Regions from separate parts of the Sus scrofa genome. Here region 1 is linked to region 2. Evidence: chromatin contacts called from public promoter capture Hi-C data. All regions are on one chromosome and are shown on one strand. The core of a region is the stretch at or near the end of the contact, and the rest is flanking DNA. Distances in the headings are between cores, read along the strand shown. Region 1 has its middle 240 kb from the start of FN1. Region 2 overlaps FN1 (fibronectin).

The links. Promoter capture Hi-C pulls out the DNA fragments that hold promoters and counts their contacts.
Region 1: a contact with region 2 is called in a promoter capture Hi-C map of liver, with 5 times the contacts expected there. The contact joins two enhancer-like sites. A contact is called at or near these places in 1 of 5 promoter capture datasets (liver), 2 of 47 Hi-C or Micro-C datasets (both in liver) and 1 of 2 datasets of contacts at active chromatin or transcription factors (alveolar macrophages).

What each region holds. Positions count from the first base shown.
Region 1 is chr15:117,979,437-117,982,622 of Sscrofa11.1, reverse strand. No RefSeq gene overlaps it. Among named protein-coding and RNA genes, the nearest start is that of FN1, 240 kb to the right of the region's middle. Within about 2 kb of position 1,397, at least 2 of the 83 cell types and tissues checked have an H3K27ac peak or open chromatin away from gene starts, as enhancers often do. A contact at or near this core is called in alveolar macrophages and liver, where this site is marked.
Region 2 is chr15:117,729,549-117,732,888 of Sscrofa11.1, reverse strand. It overlaps FN1 (fibronectin), which reads left to right. Exons shown (of 50, transcript XM_003133642.5): 2 at 1-42; 3 at 1,620-1,775; 4 at 2,121-2,295; 5 at 3,199-3,327. Among named protein-coding and RNA genes, the nearest start is that of FN1, 5.9 kb to the left of the region's middle. Within about 2 kb of position 1,393, at least 61 of the 83 cell types and tissues checked have an H3K27ac peak or open chromatin away from gene starts, as enhancers often do. A contact at or near this core is called in alveolar macrophages and liver, where this site is marked.

The DNA.
Region 1 (3,186 bases), core at 148-2,647, 250 kb before region 2:
AAAACAAAACAAAACAAAACAAAACATACCTATAAGAATGATACAAGATAGAAAGTAAGGGAATAAGAGAAATACAGGTTATGGTGGTTCTGAAATATATTAGCAAGTTATTTGATGATTTTTCTCTTAAAAAGATGGAGCCTAATTCCTCTCCTCTTGAGTCTGGGCTGGTCTAATGAACAGAGTGTGGTGGAGCTGGTGCTATGTGGCTTATAAGATTAGATCATAAAAATGTCATTCTTTGACCATCCATCTTAATTCACTTTCTCCGGGGGAATTCAATGAACACACACAGTCAAACAGACTATGGAAAAGACCCTTGTGGGGAGGAAGGGAAACCCCCTGCTAACAACTAGGGCCAACTAACCAGCTATTTGAGTGAGTCATGTTAGAAGCAGATCCTCAAGCTCAAGTCAGGCCTTAAAATGACTGTATTCTGAGCCAATATCTTAACTTCGACCACAGGCCAGAACACCCAGCTAAGCCTCTCCAGAATTCTTGACCCATAATATCAGAAAAGATAATAAACGTGAAATACATTGGGGCAATTTGTGATGGCAATAAATAATATATTAGGCAAGTACTATAAAAATGTAAAAACCTGACAAAATAGTTATAGTACTATAAATAATTGATACCCACATAATAATATGAGACTTGGGTTTACAGGAAAGAAATAGAAGTTATAGAGTTATATGTATTTAGTAATGTAACTTCAAAATACAAAGCAAAAATGGACAGAAATATAAGGAGAAATTAAAAAATCCATTATGGTAGGAGATTTTAATCATACCTCCATCCATAATTTATGTATGAAAGAACACAGATTCAGTGGGACATGGAGGATTTGAAAACACAATTAACATAAGCAACATTTACAAAAGTTTGACCATATATTATGATAAATCAAGTTTGCACATCTCAAGGAATTATTATAAGAACGTCTATATAAGAATACTGAAGGATATGCAGAAATTAGATGTTTCCATGTAGCGGGGGGTTATGTATCTTAATTTACATGGCTCTGTTTAAGTACGAACATGTAATACACAAATGTTTTAGAAAATAGCTATTCTATTCACTCTGAAAGTGCCTAAAAACTTTCCCACCATATTTCCTCTTTAACACTAAAAGCATTTGTTAAAATGTCAGTGTTATCTGGGAGGACTAACCCACAGGGATAACAGTCTTTAGACTCTTTAGACTCTTGTTTTGCCTGGCCAGACCTCTGGCAGGAACTTGAGGGAATGCAATGGGGAATTAGGAGGGAATATTTTAATTGGGGAAAGAGGAGACAATTGGCATAGGTCCAGAGGCTGGGGTATTGCCCAACCAGGGCACAGTTCTGCAAAAAGTCATTGCACAGCAGTGAGGACACATAGGAGTTGTTTGGACAGGAGTAACAACAAGGAGAAAGGAGACACAGTACATTTCAGTGTCCACATGTCTTCACCCAATTGCTAAGCCAATCTACACTACATTTGCAAACTTATAAGTATGACCTTATCTGCATAAGGAGGCAGAATAGCTGAAATGGCAGAGCTCCCTTCTAATCACCATGTTTGCCCAGTACCTGGAAATGGACTTAACTGTCTCCTTCTTTGCTCCTGCAGGATAAAGCTCTTCTCTGAACTGCTTCTATTTTTCTGCAGACTTTTCTTTTCTACACTTCTTGCCAGGCCCCTGGAGCTATAATTTTTTTTTGTTTATTCTCCATTCATTGCCCAGAGTTTAGTGCCAGTTCAGCTTTTCATACTTTATGGAACACCCCTGGAAAATTCAGCTGTCGTGTCCCAGATTGACATTATGTTTCATTGACCCCGTGTTTTCCAGGACACCTTAGTGCATTTAATTTGGATTGTTGATCACCATCCTTGGAAGAGACCCAAGAGTTCAGCAAATACCCTCAGGCTTGGTCTCTTTGTTTTCCAACTTCCAATGATGGCCATGGTTGAGACCTTGCCATGTTTTGCAGCTTATCTACCCATAAAATAAGTGTTTAAAAAGGAAGGAAAGGACAAATGTACCTCTCTCAATTTTACCAGGTAAAACTCAAACCATTCCATGGTTGCCTGTGGCCAAGTCTCACATTAGCATAACAATCAAAGGAATATCATCAAGAAAGCAAAAAGAAATAAAAATAATTTCAGGAGGATATGCATCTCTCTCTCTAATGGTAATTAGTTTGCAAACTCTATTTTATTCATAGTTTGTTTCTGAGGTCTTTTTTTAAAATTAGTTCACAGTATATTCTGCAGAAATCATTGTAACACTAAAGCATATAAATTGTTTTTAAAAAGCAGATTTGTCTTATATCTCTTAGCTTTCAGGCTTCAACCAGGATCTCTTTTAGTGAATATAATCTTCACTTTTAAAAATGTTTACCTTTTGTTGAAAATGTCTTTACATCTAATTTCAATATAGCATGCCATACTATATATACTGTATACTGAATAGATACTGTATATACTATATACTGAATAGATACAAATGAATCTTTTGAATAAAAATAATTTTAGTTTCTTAAGAATTAGTTCACAAATCTGGTACATATAAGCAATTAAAACTGGTTGTCCCTTTGATAGTCAGAAGACTCTGGTATAACATAGTCTTCAGGAAAACATCATACAGAGGAAGGAATACATGGTAATAATCCCTTTGAAAACATAGTTACAACCATGTTTCTACAAAAATATAACCTTACATATATATTTTAAGCAATCTACCTCATATAAATTAAGATGATAGGAGCATGCAATCATAATGCTTATTTTATAGAAAAAAAGAAAATTATCATAATTATTTTTTTGCCTTTCTTTAAGACCACTAGGAATCCACTTCACCTCCCATAAAGACCCCTCTTTTTAAAAAACTTTTTTTTACTTCTGTCCCTTTATTGTCTTTTGAATCCCACACTGCTTCTGCGCTCTCGTACTAACCTCGAACAACATGACTTTCTACCTCACTGATAAAAGTGACTGCCTGAACCCCTATTTCCACTCTCATCACCATTATCACACCCAGACACTCCAGGACTCACAGGAGACCCAGGCCTCCTTGCCCTCAGAAGACCCTATATCTTCACAGAAAGAAGTTAGTGGAACCTCTGAGGATGTAGAGTTCTCTCCCTTGGATTGCTTTTCTTGTGAGAAATTCTTCCATGACCCTGGTGGCCAGTCTAGCATT
Region 2 (3,340 bases), core at 144-2,643:
GCATTGGCTTCAGGTTTATCTTGCTTATATCCTGATTTCCAGGTACCCTTCCCTCTGGCAGGAACACCCAGCTTCCCAGAAATTTACTGAGAATTTTACAAGGGGCCCTTTTATACTTGAAAGAGAAAACTGCTTTGTCAAGTGATGATGAGAAATTCAAAAAAACTCTAACCCAGACGGGACTCTAAATTTGGGGAAATCCGAGGCACTCTTTCAACTGGCAAAGTTGGTCACAAAGATGCCTCAAGAAGTTATTTTACACTGCTTATAGGAAACTGATATTTGCTGTGTGTGTGAGTGTGTTTCCCTTTAATTCCCTGTGTTAATAAAAGCAAATGTTAGTTTTGTGTCTTTGATGTGTTGGGCATTTTATAGACCAGAGTTCGAATAACCCCATGGCAGTTGCTAAAGGTGGAACATTTGGAGAAAACAAGTGCTTGCAGAAATAAACATATTTAGCTAACAGATTTTCTAGATTCCCAAAGCAAATAGGAGGTCCACACTACTAACCTAACTAGGAGGCAAAGCTTTTGAGTTTTGGTCCCTCAGAAGTTACTGAAGAAAGTCGAGGACTCCTTTCAAAGATCCTTCCTTAAAAAGCAAGTGTGGTTTGTGTTTGTCTGTAAAAAGGACTGATGTGATGAGTTGCTAAATGCTAGAGACTTCTCAGATTGTGCCTTTAGAGGGAAAGACAGACACATCTTAAATAGGAACTTTCCACATTCTTGGAGTAAGTAACACTTGAAATGTGAAAAATCTGGCAGCGAGGCTGGGGGAGGGGAATTCTGTGATGAAATCGATGTCCACCAAATGAAAATGCCAAATAAAAGCAAGAAAGAACTGTAGGAAGGCAAGTCTGGAAATGGTCTTTTCTCAACTTTTAGTGACTCAAAGATCTCTACTTTGCGTAAGGGGCGCGGTGAACATGGGGAAGGACACCGCGATATTTCTCTCTACAGGGTCGACCAAGTTTTCCAGGTTTTAGCGGTAACAGGTATCGAAACTCCAGGGAAAAGACTTTCTTGCATATTTGAGGGGAAAAAAAGCAAACTGCTGCTCTGTCCTTTCAAAAGCAACCTCATTCTCTAAATTTCTCCCTGATCCGTCAAGCGCCCCGCAGAACTCTTGGCACTTAGTAGAGGCTCATTGAAGGCTCTCTTTTCCCTTCTAGCCCCTCTCCCCGCCTCGACCCGCGACCCTGGCTAGCACGTCCTCAGACCCCGCAGATACCGCGTTTGGAAGGGGAAAAGTCCTAAGAAGAAGCTACGAAGGCAAAGAAAGTTAAGTTCTCAGTGCACAGTAGACCAAAGAAAGGGAACCGGAGGAAAGCCAGCCCCGCCCTGGGACGGCAGAGGCTACATTCCTACATCTGCAAGGTGGTGGCTACTTTATGGTTTTTCCTCCCCCCGAAATACACTCCACTAAGCAGAGATATTTTCCAGAGGTGACGCAATGTCCTCAACCTCTCTCTGCATCCCCATAAAAAAAAGGGGGGGGGGGAAGCGGGGGTGGCGGGGGGACTCGCGACCCCTTCGCTACACACGACTCCAGCCCTCCCTTTCCTGCCTGTCTACCCCTTCGCAGCCGCTTCCTATCCTTCCCCTTCTGCCCCCTAAAAGTTTGACGACCGCAAAGGAAACCAAAAAAAAGTTCTCTTGCCCCAGTCCTGGCGGGCGATCAGCATCTCTTTTGTTCGCTGCGAACCCACAGTCCTCCTGACGTCACCCGGAGCCCAGGCCAATCGGCGAGCGGTCGGCGGCGGCGGCAAGAGGAGGGTGGGGGGAGTCTGACCGGTCCCTCCTCCCAGGCGCCCGAGGCCTCGCGGGGGCGGGAGGGGACCGTCCCATATAAACCCCAGCTCTCGGGTCTCCGCTGCCCGCGCCGGCTGCGCTTTGCAGGGGGGGAGGAGAGGGAGCCCTAGGCGCGAGCGGGAGAGAGGGGACCTGCAGCCACAACTTCTTTCTTCCTCTCCTTCCCCTCTGTCCCTCTACCCTTCCCCTTCCCCATCATCCAGCCCTTACCTTCTTGGCGGCGTCGGCCCGTAGCGGGCACTGGAAGGGACTCCTCTGGCAGGTTGCGAAAAAGAAGTCAAACTTGGTGGAAAGTTGTCTCCTGGTTAGAGCGTCTATATCCCCGCACCTTCTCAAGATGCTCGGGGTCCAGGACCCGGGCTTCTGCTGCTGGCCGTCCTGTCCCTGGGGACAACGGTGCCCTCCACTGGAGCGTCGAAGAGCAAGAGGCAGGCTCAGCAGATCGTTCAGCCCCAATCCCCGTTGGTTGACAGCCAACGCAAGCGTGAGTACTGACCGCGAACTGAGACAGGCTGTCGCAGGGGTGGGACCGTAAAGCCAACCAAAGTTGTGGCTAAAGTTTTGTGCGCGCGCGAGTGTGGAGTGAGTTCACGCTGCCTGTGGACACAAAAGACTCTGGGTTTGAGCAGGCTGGTTCTGGGGGCCTAAGATAGCTACTGCCTTGGAGGACAGGGGCTCTGTGGTGTCCGGCAGGGCTCTTATCAGCTCTGCACGTCCCGGGCGTCCTCCTATGAATTCGTCGAAACTTGCCTTTAAAAAGGAAAATGATGTGTGCCTTTAAATTTTCCATTTGGGATTAGCGTGGTCTTTAGGCTTATTTTCTTTGTTACTAAAACAATTGATGGAATATTTTCAAAATGGGGGTGAGGAGAGGGTAGCTAAAAAACTGTTGTTCCTACTTTGAATGAGATGTAATTGGTTCAGATTGCTTTGGGGGCCCTCAGGATGCTTCTCCAAAAAGAGAGATGGGAATTCCTCTTCCAGTTTTTCAAAGACACACCCTCCCTTTTCCTTGGCTAAAGGAAACTGCCTGACTTATTACTCCCAAAGAGCACTGAAATTCCTTGCACTTTTTAAAATGTAATTCCCAGTTATCTGCTTTTCAAAATGTTTCCTTTGATGCAGACCCCTGGCCAGATGGAAATGACATCATTGTATAATGTTTAACTCGGTCAAAGAAAAAAAAAAAAAAAGGAATACCTATATGTCTACGTGTACAAATTGCAGTTAACTCTTTAGATAGCTAACTCCTTTTAATTTTCCACATGCGCTGATGATTAACTTTTTTTTCATATGTTGCTTAGGCTCCTCAATTTAGTTGTACAAGAAATTTCCGTAATTTGGAAAAAGGAAGAATGTAATAACTTTTTCCTTCGATTCTTTACAGCTGGTTGTTACGACAATGGAAAACACTATCAGATAAACCAACAATGGGAGCGCACTTACCTGGGCAGTGCCTTGGTTTGTACCTGTTATGGAGGGAGCCGGGGCTTCAACTGTGAGAGCAAGCCTGAGCGTAAGTGGTGGGG